2 separate regions of the Danio rerio genome follow, and region 2 is linked to region 1. A link is a contact called in public Hi-C data. All regions are on one chromosome and are shown on one strand. The core of a region is the stretch at or near the end of the contact, and the rest is flanking DNA. Distances in the headings are between cores, read along the strand shown.

Evidence for each region. Hi-C and Micro-C count contacts between places; a contact is called where the count stands out from the background.
Region 2: a contact with region 1 is called in a Hi-C map of an unstated tissue, with 4 times the contacts expected there. The contact joins the promoter of ppargc1b here to the enhancer-like site in region 1. A contact is called at or near these places in 3 of 18 Hi-C or Micro-C datasets (caudal fin, hematopoietic stem cells and an unstated tissue) and 1 of 4 datasets of contacts at active chromatin or transcription factors (embryo).

The regions. Positions count from the first base shown.
Region 1 is chr14:29,139,393-29,146,885 of GRCz12tu, forward strand. The region is part of intron 12 of arhgef37 (Rho guanine nucleotide exchange factor (GEF) 37); the gene reads left to right. Among named protein-coding and RNA genes, the nearest start is that of arhgef37, 40 kb to the left of the region's middle. Within about 2 kb of position 4,934, at least 7 of the 62 cell types and tissues checked have an H3K27ac peak or open chromatin away from gene starts, as enhancers often do.
Region 2 is chr14:29,203,261-29,210,753 of GRCz12tu, forward strand. It overlaps ppargc1b (peroxisome proliferator-activated receptor gamma, coactivator 1 beta), which reads left to right and starts at 4,515. Exons shown (of 12, transcript XM_073921837.1): 1 at 4,515-4,607. arhgef37 (Rho guanine nucleotide exchange factor (GEF) 37) reads left to right here. Exons shown (of 13, transcript XM_073921854.1): 13 at 1-1,150.

The DNA of each region.
Region 1 (7,493 bases), core at 3,684-6,183:
TTATACTACGCCTTAAAAGTATACTTATGAGTGTGTAACAGAAGAGCTTGCAAGCATTGGGACAAACTACTTCCTTATTAATTTTAATTAATTTGTGTTTTGTTTACACTTTTTACCCACATTTGTAGTTCTAATTGAATTCATGGCCAACATGCAATGCATTGCAGACAATATTAGTGGATTAGGCACAATTACTGGAATCACTGTGAATTGATTTGAGCAAAACTATTTGTGAAGTATTTCCCCATTAATACTTCACAAACTTACTTAGTCATTTATCACAATATGTAAGATAAAAAAAACACACATATGTCATTTATGACGAGGTTGCTGAGCTTCAAAAAATCTGACAAAAAAACATAAAACGGCCAGGCCAGTTATAAAGAAATTCAAGTCAACTGTAAGTGTTCTGAATCCACCTGGAAGGGAAGATGGGTTTATCTTGTACAAACGTGCTGTTAGGAGGATAGGTTGAGTGCCAAAAATGTTCAAGAATTACAACTGGGGAATTGTACAGAAATTCTACAAAAAATGTCACACATCAACACAGACAGTTTGAAAGGGTTTCAGGAAAAAAAAGCCTCTACTGAAAATGTAACCAAAAGATCAAAATGTCAGAGGTGCCATATACTACATTGATTCGGTTGTCAAATTGTTCTCTGATATCACATAGTAGGTATGTGTCTTAGATAAGTTAATCCATTCTCCAGAAATTATTTTATATGCTATTTATTACCAAATAAAATAGACCTAGAATCAGAAGGCCCTTATTGACCATATTTGGAAAGGGCGTGAATATTAATTCTCAGCTCGGCTCAATAGCTCACCTCTGACTCACTTAAACTATCTTATAGAAACACAACATGATGTACTCTCAAATAAACACATGTAAAATCATTTTCTTTTCACTGCGGTATTACACACATAATTTACATAAGAATGAGGAAACAATGGTGTCTGAGACTCACGAATGGCTGTTTCCATGTATTAACCACTTCATCTTTAACTATGCCTAGGTATACCCATATTTTCTTTATAGGGCACCTTTAAACATTCATTCATTCATTTTCTTTTTGGCTTAGTCCCTAAATTAATCAGGAGGCGCCACACGGAATGAACCTCCAACTTATCCATCATATGTTTTACATAGCAGATTTCCTTCCAGCTGCAACTCATCACTGGGAAACACCCATACACACTTATTCACACACATACACTACAGACAATTTAGCTTACCCAATTTACCTATAGCACATGTCTTTGTGGGGGAAACCATAGCACCCAGAGGGAACCCATGGGAGAACATGCAATCTCCGCACAGAAATGCCAACTGAGCCAGCCGAGGCTCGAATCAGCGACCTTCCTGCTGTGAGGCGACATCGCTACCCACTGCGCCATCATGCCGCACCGCCCCACCTTTAAACATTTTCACTAATGTCAGGCTAAAGATTTTTTTTCACAGCTTTCTATGCTCATAAGGGTGCCAATACTAATGGAGGGCACTGTAGGCACAGACATGCACTTTGACTGACGGTTTATACGGATGCCTAGTTACTCGGTCTAATTCGTGTGTCAAACAGAACGAGACCTCTAGAGATTGATGGCAGGTCTGCAGTATCTCATGATCATCAATCACACATACTTCAGCATTTGTGAATTCAGTGTTGGAGGAACAGAAATGAACTGCCATTCCTCGTCAGCAGAAGTGACATACTCTATCACAGCCACCTACACACACACACACACACACACACACACACACACGCATGTGGCACCCACACATACACACTGATTCATTCATCTGCATGATCCCGCTGTCAGATGCTTCCATATCAGTGTGGCTTCATGTTTGGGGAAAGCGGAAATGTCGGAGGCAGATTTTGACTGGGTGTTGGAGATGCACAGCTGGTGTGACTGTAAAAATGTGACTAATTTTGCTAAACAACCTTCATGGGTAGTTTGTCATTGTGATGGTGCAGGCACTGGCTAACATTCCCATTCCCAGATGAATTACATATCTAGTTTCTGTTGCCTGAAGTGAGATTTATTTAATTTAGCATCTACATAGCATTGTTTTTAGATAATTTTTTAAGGGAATGTAAGTGGCATTTGAACATGCAGATCTCATGGTTACAGTGTTGCTATGCAGTTGCTAAGGTGTTCTGAATGGGCATTAGCATGCTGACAAGTGGTTTCTTTATGGATCAAGTCAAAAGAATATTTTTTTAGTAGAAATCAGATCTTTTTAAAGAGATTATTTTTCATTATAAGACATTTATTAAAGTCATGTTCTTTAGTATTTCTTTTTATTCCTAGTATGAGCGTGTGCAGCTATCCTAATAATAATACCTCTTATACATTTTAATCTGTACAAAGCAGCTTGTACTGCTTGATATTGCAAATTGGTATTTCTCATCATGCTATATTAATGTAATGATTAGTGTAATTCAAACAAACAAGCTTACAAAACTTGTATTTGCTTTACTTTTCGAATTAATGGACATATATGTAATCTGTATGTATGCTAGTAGTAATGTTATGTACAATAATAACAATGCTATTAGATTTAAAACTATAGGAGTAACAGAGCAGCAGCAGTAATACAAATAGTAAGAAATAATACTAATTCTAATAGTATAATTAACACCACTAGTATTATAATAACAATAATAGTTAACAGGGCCGTAGCCAGGGGTTCAGGTCGTTCTAAAGAAGTATTTGAACTGCTACACCATAATAAATTGTAAGAAACACCACGAAAATAACCCATCAATAAAGACCAAGTTGAATCCTGTGTCGGCTGTTGCTTCAGTGCGCTAAATTCATTGACATCCCAAATTTTGACTAAGGAAAGTCAAGAATGTGCTGGCCAGTTTGTTATCTTTCTGATGAATTCATATTTAGTTTCTAATGATATATAATGTGATACATTTGTATTTAAAAATAAGTATTGTTGATTTTTCTTCCGTTAAATCAGGGGTGTCCAAACTCGGCCCTGAAGGGCCGGTGTCCTATATAGTTTAGCTCCAAATTCCTTCAGCAGATATCTATGGAAATTTCTAGTATACCTAGAAAGAGCTTGATTAGCTGGTTCAGGTTTGTTTTATTGGGGTTGGAACTAAAATATGCAGGACACCAGCCCTACAGGGCTGAGTTTGGACACCCCTGTTCTAAATATTTAGCAAATGTTTTTGGCTCATCAAAACGTGTGGTTATGATGACCATCCGCCAAGTTAATCTAGAACAAAATAGTGCTTGAGATGTCACTAAATGGAGTATTTACACCTTATTATTAAAAAGAAAATGAGGCAAATAACTGCAAAAAGGTCACCAAGCTGGCTACGGGCCTGGTTAAATACTGGTGTATTTCTATAATTATTTAGATTAGTTTAAAATGTATACTCTTTCAGTTTTTCACTTATGTTCGTTTAAAAGTTATATTTCTGTATGAAAATGTTTTGGTTTTTGTTAACTAAAATATTGTGCTGAAGTCAGTGAAATAACAATTCCGCTTTTATAGATGAAGTTTATCTTAATGTAATTATTCTTCTGTTCAAATTAGTTCTCAATTTTTTTTTTGTATAATCAGTTGCTTTTTAGAAGCGGATCACAATAGTGAACGCAATATCTGTTGCCACTTCTATTTTTGGACTATTGGTTTGTTTAAAACAATTAAACACATTGATTTTAACACATAAAGCAGTTCATGATTCTGCTCGCAATTACATTTGTATTTTGATGTCCATTTCTTCTGCTTCTCGCTGTTTACGTTCTGCTTCGGGTCTTACACTGGTTCAGCCTTGTTGTGAACTCAGCACCATAGGAGGTAGGGCATTCTTACTGAGCACCCAAACTATGCAATGCTCTTCCTACAAATATAAGGAATACTGGTTCCTTATACTGATTTTAAGAAGCTACTTAAAACTTACCTTTTTAGGACTGTTTTTAATTTGTGACATCTTTTTTTTTTCACTTTGTCTTCATTAGGCTTTGATGGTTTTTACTGTTTTGTAAGTGCTTTAAGTATGAGAAAAGTGCATTATTCATAAAATGTATTATTATTAAAGCAATTATTAGCAAACAGCACAAGCACCTCCATCATGTGACGTTACCATGATTGGCCACAAGGGGGAGCACTTTAACTAATTGTTCAGAGCTTTTGGTTTTTCTTGCCTTTTTTTTTGGTCACAAACATCTAGTACAAATTATATTTTATTCCTTTATGATAAAAACAAAAATCCAACCCTCAAAGGTCAAAAAGTGCACATTGTATGGCACTGAATTCCACTTAACTTTGTAGAACATTCTCTTTACATGTTTCAAGTCGTTTGTTATCAGTGTTGGAGGGAAAAAGTAATTACTACAATCTAAAGTGACTTTTTTTAAAGTTACTAAACTAACTTTGTAACTTTTTGAAGTAAGTTTATGTTGTGATTAATTTTTCTAAGAGTGATATAGGCTTACAATTGTTATATATTAACTTAATTTAGCCAAAACTGTCTGTTTATGTTCGTTAATGATAGTCCTCGAGTCTACCTAATCTATTAGAAGAAAACTCTTCATACTACCAATCAGGCTGAAACTCTACATTCTCCATCAACAGGTGTACGCTGGCTATGACTTCACAGCAAGGAGCGCTCATGAGCTTTCTCTTAGAGCAGGTGAGCCGGTGCGAGTGGTGGAGCCTCACGATAAACGTGGGAACAAAGAATGGAGTCTGGTGGAGGCACGTGGCCAGAGAGGCTACGTCCCCTCCAACTACCTCACCCTCCTACCTTCTGTAATCGCCTCACCCACCTTCCCTTACCGCTAGACATGGGGAATAGCCATCATCTGCTGCTGATATGAGTGCTATTCCAAACACACACAGACCATGAGAAGCACTTTCCCTGAAGAGCTGTTGATGCGCGAGGGGGCGGATGGCTGCTGTTTGATGCGTCATTTGACTGGTGTATGTATTGGAGTGGTGCTTGGAGCCCTGCTGTGGAGTGGTCATCCATATACTTGATCTTTGCTTCGCCCTGAGGCTGTTACTGGTGGAGATTGTTTTATCCAATTGGAGAAGAGCTGCAGGGGCGGGCAGACACACTGTTATGGCACATGGGTGGTGGTGGAGTGTGCTGTTTCCTGCAATTAACACACCTCCACTGTCTATTGGATCAACGCTTTGAGCAGCCCTGGCACCGCTTGTCTGGTACTGCTCGGAGAAATGGAGAATATTTGCGGCTTACTTTTGAGAATGGATTTTGTTTTGTGAGTCAGAGCTCTTTTGCACTGATTTCCAACCCACTTGAGATGACTAATGCGCAAATTTGCATACATGATTTTTTAAAGCGTTATAATGCTTGATGAACTGTTTTTAGATATTTAAATGTGGATGTAAAAACGTATTTGGACACTTAGGACACACAAATTTAATGCATGTCATTGATCCATACATCAAGTATATATATATGCATAACAACATGGCACACACACCCTTCTTAAGAATTTTTTTAATATTATTGAACGATATATATATATATATATATATATATATATATATATATATATATATATATATATATATATATATATATATATATATATATATATATATATATAAATATATATATATATATTAGGGCTGCTCGATTTTGGGAAAAATCAATCACGATTATTTTGGTCATAATTGTAATCACGATTATTTAAAACGATTACTGTTGAAGTCAAATTTATTAGTGCTCCTGAGAATTTTTTTTATTTTTTTTTTTATAAATATTTCCCAAATTATGTTTAACAGAGTAAGGAATTTTAACAGTATTTCCTATAATATTTTTTCTTCTAGGCTTATTTGTTTTATTTTAGCTAGAATAAAAGCAGGTTTAAATATTTTGAAACCCAATATTAAGGTCAATATTATTAGCCCCCTTAAGCAATATTTTTTTTGATTGTCTGCAGAAGAAACTACTGTTATACAATGAACTGCTTAATTACCCTTATTAAGCCTTTGAATTGCACTTTAATCTGAATGCTTGTGTTTAGAAAAATATCTAAAAAAATATTATGTGCTGTCATCATAGCAAAAATAAAAGCAATCAGTATTCAGAAATGATATATCAAAACTACTATGTTCAGAAATAAGTTTTAAAAAAAAAAACAACTTTTTTCCATTAAACAGAAATTGGGCAGGAAAAGGGCTGCTAATATTCAGGAGGGCTAATAATTCTGACTTCAATGTATACATACAGTTATCTTCCTCCCTGCAAAGGAAAGAGAAATAAATACAATAGAATAAAAATATGAAACAAACTGTGCTTTAAGCATCTTCACTGTAAGAATAAAACTTTAGCTACAAAAATCCTTCAGTCAAAAGCAGAGTGAGTTTCTCGTTTCGTTTGATTAATGATAAAAACAACATCGCGCGCTGTCTCTTTGATGGTTTCTCTTTCACGTGTCTTTTGATCCTCAACTCGTTTGTTTATTACACAAATGAGGGTTATTATGAATAATCATTAAACACTGCGTTTTGACACCTATTTGACCATTAAAGCGATCACATTAAGATGACTTTAGATGTCTGCGCCTCGTCTGTTTCGCGAGGTGCGCGTGCGGTCAGTGGAGGTGTGCGATGCGGCGCCAGGCACAAGTATAATTCCAGCTTCAGTGTGCTGATGAGACCGAATGCTGATCGGCCGCTTGCTTCTGGCTGTGTGCGCAACAGCTGGAAAGGGGGCGGTATATGATGCAATAATCGTTTATCTCGATTAATGCTTTTTCATAAACGTTTGAAGCCAAAATCGAAATCAGATTTTCGATTAATCGCACAGCCCTATTATATATATATATATATATATATATATATATATATATGTATATGTATATATATATATATATGTATATGTATATGTATGTATGTATATGTATGTATGTGTGTACTAATTTAAATTATGGCCAAAATAGGCTTACCAATATCTCTTTGACTGTCCTCTCTACCAAATGGTTGACTATATTTTTACTGTTTTAATTAATGACTGTTAAAGTCATTTACAGAATGACTGTTTTAAATAATGGTTTACACACATAGCATTGTTGGTTTACAAAAAAACAAATATACTTCTTGTTGCACTACTACACTTTATTTTGGTTTTAATGTAAAAAAAAAAAGAAAAAAAGAAAAGAAAACATGCTAGATGAGAATTTGAAATATTTTTATGGCATACTTTAAAAAATAAAGATGATTTAGTATTTGGAACTGTTTTATTTTTATTATGTTTTTTTTAAATAAATTGGCCTTACATTCCATATTTTTTGATTTTTCAAATTATATGTATTAATGCCGGTACTTTTACCATAAACTGACATATCAACCATTTGGTGGAGGTTGATATTTTAGAAATGATGTAATGTGTTGAAAGAAATGCATTAAGTGTGTTAACTAGCAACATTAGGAGTCAAAAAATAATTCTTTGTGGGGTAGTTAAAGGTATATTGACATTTTTTTCAAAATTTTT
Region 2 (7,493 bases), core at 3,265-5,764, 63 kb after region 1:
GAGCTTGCACGTGTTTGCTTGGGGAAGCGAGGCTCTAATGCAGCCTGCTTTACTCCACTCACTCCTTCTCCTACTATGCACAGAGACAGGAGGCGCCCCGGCCAATCACAGCATGATCTGCTTGCATGCTTTGCATATCTGTAGTGTCCCGGGCATTTCATCCAATCACAACACTGCTTTTTTTTGAACTATGCCTTGTAGTTCAGATTGCTCGGAACTGCTGCATACTCAGTTGCACATTGTGACACAGTTGTTCAGAGAGTTAGACTTTAGCCTTCAGGATATAATGAAGTCACATATTTCTGTAGTTAAATGCTTCAGTAGTTCTGAAGCAGGATCAGCTTGGTCTTGAAGGTTAAAGTGAACATTCAGCAAAGTGAACAATCAGCAAGAAAGTGAATATCTGCCAATATTAAAAATATGCAAAATGCTAATTAGTACTATTTACAGCTAAATACATAATTAAATAAACAAACCACTTGATTTTCTGATTTATTTTAGTTATATGATAAAGTATAAGTTTGAGAAAAATGATTTATTCTGTAATATAACGGTCTGGTAACATTTCTTTTAAAATATTTAGTATTTATATCTGGAAATTGACAGCTGGTCAAAATAACAAATGTTTTCCATTGCTGTGAATGAATTTTGTGTTTAAAGTACGTCTAATAGACATCTAAGCGTAGAGAGCTTAGCTAAATCAAGGCTAAACGTGGGCTGTCAGTGGAAATCTAATATCTAAGAATAGCCCAAAACTAGACTAGTCGTCAAATAGACAGATTAGACAGACTTTATATGTGTAGTCATTCATTTCTGTTTATTTGATGACTAGTCAAGTTTTGGCCTATATTAGATCTTCACTGACAGACCAAATTTAACCTTGTTTTAGCCAAGACAACTATGTTTAGACGTTTATTAGACATCTATTAGACATCTTTTAAAAAACAAAAAATGCTTGCTGGGTAACTTCTTAATTTAAATCATTGATATTGTGTTGTCTAACATGACTATATGTGTAAAAAGATGTATTGAGACACGTATTTCATGGAAAAAAGACAACATTGTTATTTCAGGTCTACATTCTACGCAAATAATTAAAAAAATTTAAATATGTAATTCCAGATAAACTGATCATTTATTCAGAGTGTGTAAAAAATAAAAAAAATAAATGACGTACTTAATTGATTTCATTTTAAATAAATCTATTATATACTTTAGCTAAATAATAACATTGACAGCAAGCCATTCAGAATACATGTAAAAGTGAGGGACAACAAAGCTCTGCATGCACTTATAATAAATCACATTTCTTGTTGGATGCTAAGGTAATCTTTATAATTATAGTTCTTGATGTGAATTGACTTTGACATCGCTCCATATGCAGTGTGTAAGGATTTGTTTACATGGACACAACTAAGACTAAGATGCTAAAATAGCTCAGTCTGATCAATATTGAGTGTGTCTGATGTTGTCTCCAGAAATTACATGCTGTCAGGAAACATGCTGACTTTGGTTGCCAGTATTTTTCCCCCCAAGGTTTCTCAAAGGATTTGTTGGGATTAAAACAAATAATTTACCACTGCAATGCAGTTTTCCTATTCTATTTGAGTGAACATAATGAGATTGGCCAAATGAAGGCCACTGTTAAGTAGTTAAAATTGCAAATCAGCCTTTCTAGAATGAATACCACAACAGGGCATTTCACAACTTTGGGACTCTGAAAGTGTCATTCTGAAACTGAACCCAATGTTCCAACATGACAATCTTCATAAATTCTTTGCCACAGCCCTCAGTGCATAAGCAAGTGTGCTCTGTGATTTGTCTCCTGTCAGTGCTCTGTCTATTCACATGGAAGCCCCCATTAAATCACCTTCATGTCATAAAGCATGGTGAAAGATGCAGTGTCCAAAGACTCTAGCATAAGCAACATGCTACTCTATTGATCACCACAAAACACACACCAAAAAAAACCATGCATGCCTTAATGTCGGAAAACAATGTGTGAATTCTATTGATTGCTGTCCTTGGACAACTGCAGCTAAAGGCACAATGCTGTTGACCTCCATACATCAGGGCATAATCAATGAAATGATACAACTGATGAAATGGACTCTTCTCTTGACTGAAAACTCCAACACAGACCAAACTCCTCCAGTGTGACAGCTGTCAGAGACACCCACCAGACGCTCTGTGCTGTCAAATCCCTCCCGTGACCTTTCACGCTCTTATAGAAGGTGGGCTTGTTTGGCTTAAGTAACACTCTTGATGTTCCCCACTATAAAAAAGCCTGAATGTCACTGGATGTTTGTTTGCATTGCATCTGTTGCTTTCTTTCACTTACTACATGTATTTGTTCATTAGTTTGCTCTACGTATTAGCATGATCTGTTTTATCGATTAAGTGTCTAAGTGCATATGTGTGATTTTATTTGTTTATGAGTGTTGTCAAGGAGGCATAGTTGAAATCAAACTTTCGCTTTGACCTCAAACCTTCAAACAGCATGTGTTTGGTCGATAGCCGGCTAGTCAGCACACAGTTCAATAGACTGATTGGGCCTTGGGGTGATTTCTGATTTGATTGAGAAGTTTTTATAGTCCTTCGAGGACTTGTCAATTCTAATGCATTCATTTACATGCAATTCAGACAGTTTAACTCTTAATGGCAATAAGATTTATGTCTTTGGTGTTAATCAGTTTCTTAAGCAGGCTTGCTGGGTGTCAGTCTGAATAAAATGACTTGATTGGTAATACATTTTGATTCATGATACTGAGTAGGTTACTTGAAACTATTAAAAACCGGAGTGACTAGTAAAACTGCAGTTGACAAGAGCAGCCAATCAATGAGTCTACTGTTGCAGGGTAATCACACTAATTGTTTAGATATATTTTAATGCATTAAACTATTATCATAAGCTTTCATTTTGATATAGAGCCAGGTCTATCTTATATAATTTATGTGATCCTGGACCACTAAACCAGTCTTATGCTGTACAGTATACTTTTGACAATTTCCAAAAATACACTGTATTGTTCAAAGATTTTTCATCATTTAGAATAATAAAAAAGATAATCTTCTATTTAAAATATTTTGTAAACAACCTACTGTAAACACGAGAACTTAATTTAGATAACTTAAAACATGATTTTCTCAGAATTATGATTTGTTTACCCTCCATTTCCAGATACTAAAACACTTGTATTTCTGCTAAATAATTAAATATAAAATATTGTGGTCCATGAGGGTCACATGTTTTAATTGAATTATTGTTAAAATGTTTTTTTTTTGTTCTCTCAATTAAACTTCAAATGTAAAAATTACACTACAATAATTCTGTGTGGTGAAGACTTGAACGCTAAAATTCTTGCCATTACAGTGTTAAGAAACTAGTACTGAACAAGTAGTTAGAGGACAAAAAAACTGGCAAATGTTTTGAAATAAAACATCTGAACAGTGTCAGGTGTGGTATTGTGGTATACGTGGAAGAAAAGAAAATAAACACCCACTTATGCAATATTTTTGGAATAATTCAACCGCTCATTGTTAATTATTTCTTACATAAATGTTGTAGTTTCAGTGTATTTACTCACTTTAAAAATCTAAAAAAATAATGGATTTATTTCATTTTAATGTGTTTTCGGTTAATTTATATTTCCAACAGAAAATTTGGATCAAAAAAGCACCAATATCAGCAAACTTTATCGGACCATTTTAGACAGCATGTCAATCTAGAAAATCATGAATAAAGAAGGCTTTCTTCAGACCTAATAATAATAATAATAATAATAATAATAATTTCCTCTAAAAATAAATAAATAAATATAACATAAATAACAGAGTAATAAAAAATAAATAAAATAAATAAATTAAATTAAATAATGATTTGCAAATATTTATAGCGGAAGGCAGAAAATATGACAAATGTTGAAGTGATATTCTATCCAAAAATGGAAATGATGTGAAATTAAGCATGGACTCTAAAAAGAATTATATTAAAATAAATAAATAAATAAATTTGTAGCTGACCCAAGCTCTGCTTCTGTTAATGGACCAGCCAAAGTTAATGCTGGTTGATGCAATTTTTTGACTCCATATGCACAATTAGTTACAATGAAATAATAGTTATACTGCATTATGTGTATACTACATATGGTGCAAAAAGGATGTGACCACTTCCTTCGGTAGTTTATGATTGGTGTATATATTATCTGCACAAAGCAGGCATGGACTTTAGACTTAATGAACTAGCATCATAAATGAGTCATAGACAGTGTAATGTAGACTGCACAAGTAGTTTCAGTTACAATTAGGAACATGCATCCTATACTGATCCGTGCATCCTTCTGCATCTATGTTTAACAAGCATGCACCTTCAAATAATTCAACTTTCTGCTGTTTTATTTAACCCAGCAATGATTAGGGCTCTGAGGACCTGAGCACACTGCCCTCGGTCGGTTGAGATTTTCACTGCATGCGGGTAGAGCAGTAAAGCAGCGCTCTCTGGCTCCTCTCATCTCATTCTCTAGAAGATGGCGGACTGCGCTTCACTGTTAGATGAGGAGCTCTCTTCATTTGTCTTCAATTACTTGACTGAAAACTCTGGAAGCCAGGTAAGTGAGGCACCATTTCCGATAGAGCAGAGTCTTGGCTACTTTTCCTCGGCTGTATTTTTGCACGTTACTGTCTGTGGCGCGATATTCTTGCCTTAATTCATCGATGCTGTCAGAGCGTCTCAGCCGGCGTCTGGAGTCCCTGACGTCTGTGCTTCACGTGGAGTTCACAGGAAATAATGCATATATGCGAAAAGTGGCTTACGGAAGATTAACGAACAGATAATCGTTCTTTAATTATTTGCTCTTTCGAGAGCTCGCTGTTAGGCGAAGGTTAATTATTTCGCAAGTGCGACAGAATAAGTTCAAATGTGTTCATCAGTTTGCCAAAAATCACACCAATTTCCCGGTCTGTGTGTGTGTGAGTGTGTGACACGTGGGTGCTCTGGTAAACTTGAGTTTAAGTGGCTTGATGCGATTTTGTAGTTTTAATGTTGCACTATAAAGCGCACTAGTCTGTACATTCTGTACAGAGTTCGTGAGGATGACGAAAAGTATTACATTTATTCTCTTTTTCCTCTAATCTCAGGTCTTGTTGTCTAATGGAGCATCACATTGGATTATTAGTCGATGCAGATAATTCTAATTTTGAAGCTGGCGAGCAGTATTCCTATAGTTGCATAACTAATATTCAGAAATTGCGTGATTTGTTTGTGCTTATCTATAAGCTGGAGAACGAATGCAATATACAGTTGAGAGTGTGATAGCCTTGTGGGCCTATGGAAAATGTATACACATCGGTGCGAATTTGCTCAATAGCCCAGAGAACTTTTAGCTAAATTGACGAAATGCATTGTTTTCGTAATCGTTTGCGTAACTGTTACAAAACCGCTTGACGCTCTGATTATGAGTAGTCAAACGATCCCTGCAGCTTGTGCCTGAGTGTGCTGTTGATATCAATAAATAAACGTTGAGCATTTTGCACTTTCGTGCTTGTCATGTCAAACAGGCTGTTCGCACTGCAAGTGTTTATTTATAGATACAATACAAAGAGAAAAGCTTAGGATACTTACTTTGAAACACTTTTTAGGCTAACGTTACACGGAAGCGAAATCCGCTTTGAAGATGATTACACGAGCATGGGGTGAATAACATGGTTATTAATGTACTGTGAATTCATATAATGGCACTTGCTATTAAAATATGCCTTCTCGCATCGCAAATTAAATCATGTATGTTTACAAATCGCGCGCTCACTATACTGTGTCAGGTGTCACTGAAAGGCGATGAGTCGCTTTAAACGGCTCCTTAAAACGCATGAACGCTGTGAGCAAACGTTCGGTGGTGTTTGTCCTTTGTCCTTGTGTCAGCGGGAATATTGTGAGTGTTGTAAATGTGCTTGTTTCGGGTTATTGGGTTGAACGCGCTGTCTGGTCAGTGTAATAGTACTCCATCCTCGTGACTGGAGTTACAGAACACAGTTGCTGCAGTCATGTGCTCGCTGCCGTTAGACGTAGTAGAAAGAGAGCGGGGGGCGGGGCTACACTGACGAGCGTTCACGACAGCCACACACTCCCTCCTCCGGGCGTGCATGTGACTGACTGACTGACTGACTGCTGCCGCTGCGCAAAGTGGAGCAGTTCAGATCACGACTAATAATTCACCATCCATCCACTCTACGAGCATCCAAACAGCGTTAGCTTCGCGCCCTTTTTGATTTATACACGGTATTTATATTCATGAAGAATTTGGAGTCATTCTGGAACGCCTTCGAGGAATTAACCAACTGGATATTTTAGACTGTGAATATATTAAATCCAAGGAATTTCCAGTACATATATTATCATATTTTGCATGTGGAGAAATGTTAAAATTGGTTGTTACGTTAATAGTTAGAAAACACAGATAGACAGAGAGAGAGAGAGAGAGAGAGAGAGAGAGAGAGAGAGAGAGATAGAGAGTTACATAGAATATATTCAATTTAAATTATTCCATAGGGTTTTTACAGAACAGTTTTTTTTCCAGAGAGCCAAATAATTGATCTGGGATAATTTATTGTGATTAATATGACTGATATAGTTAACCGATTGGATTTTCAAGTGTTCACATGGACATTAAGATACTCATAGCCAAAACCCAGCAAACAGAGAATGGTCCCTTAGGGTCCCATATGTTTCCTGCTCCCTTTTGGTAATTTTTTTGGGGAACTAAATAAGAACTTTCTGTAAACAATCTCTGCAAGATAATCTAAAGATAACTTAAATGTGCAGTGATGTTCTCCTAATATATCGGTAGACCCACACCAAATCTGTGTACGCAGAATTCTGCAGATATTCGCAAATATTTAGCCCATCATAAATTCTGTTTATTTACTTGTGTAACTGTGCGTAAATTTGTAGTTATTCAGTTTTTAAATTGATTCCAGTAATATTATTGACCAATATAAAAATATTCATTTGATTTATTTACAATACAATTTGTTAAGTCATATATTTTGTATTTTAGTAGATATATGAGAGACTTGCTTTGTTTACCAAAAAAGTCGATATAATTGGATTTACATTGTATTATTAAATATCATGTTAAAAGGTATTATTTTTTATTTTATATATAAATTTTTTAGTTATGATACTATCAAAATCCTTCCACATAAATCCGCATATTTTTAGCAAAATTCTGCGCTGAAATATCAAAAACTGTCTGCAGATTCTGTCTGGCCCTACTTATAGGGTATGATATGTGTTCTCAAAAAAAAAGTCCTAGCTAACCAACAGATTTGTTTCTGGAAACAGAATAAAATATTAGTTACACTGTAAAAAATGCAGGGTTACAAACAATTCATTCATGTTGACTGACCAAAAATTGATTAGGTTAAATTTATATGGATTAAACATAAAAAAATTAAGTTGTCCCAATTAAATCTAAAGAATTATGTTGTTTCAGCTC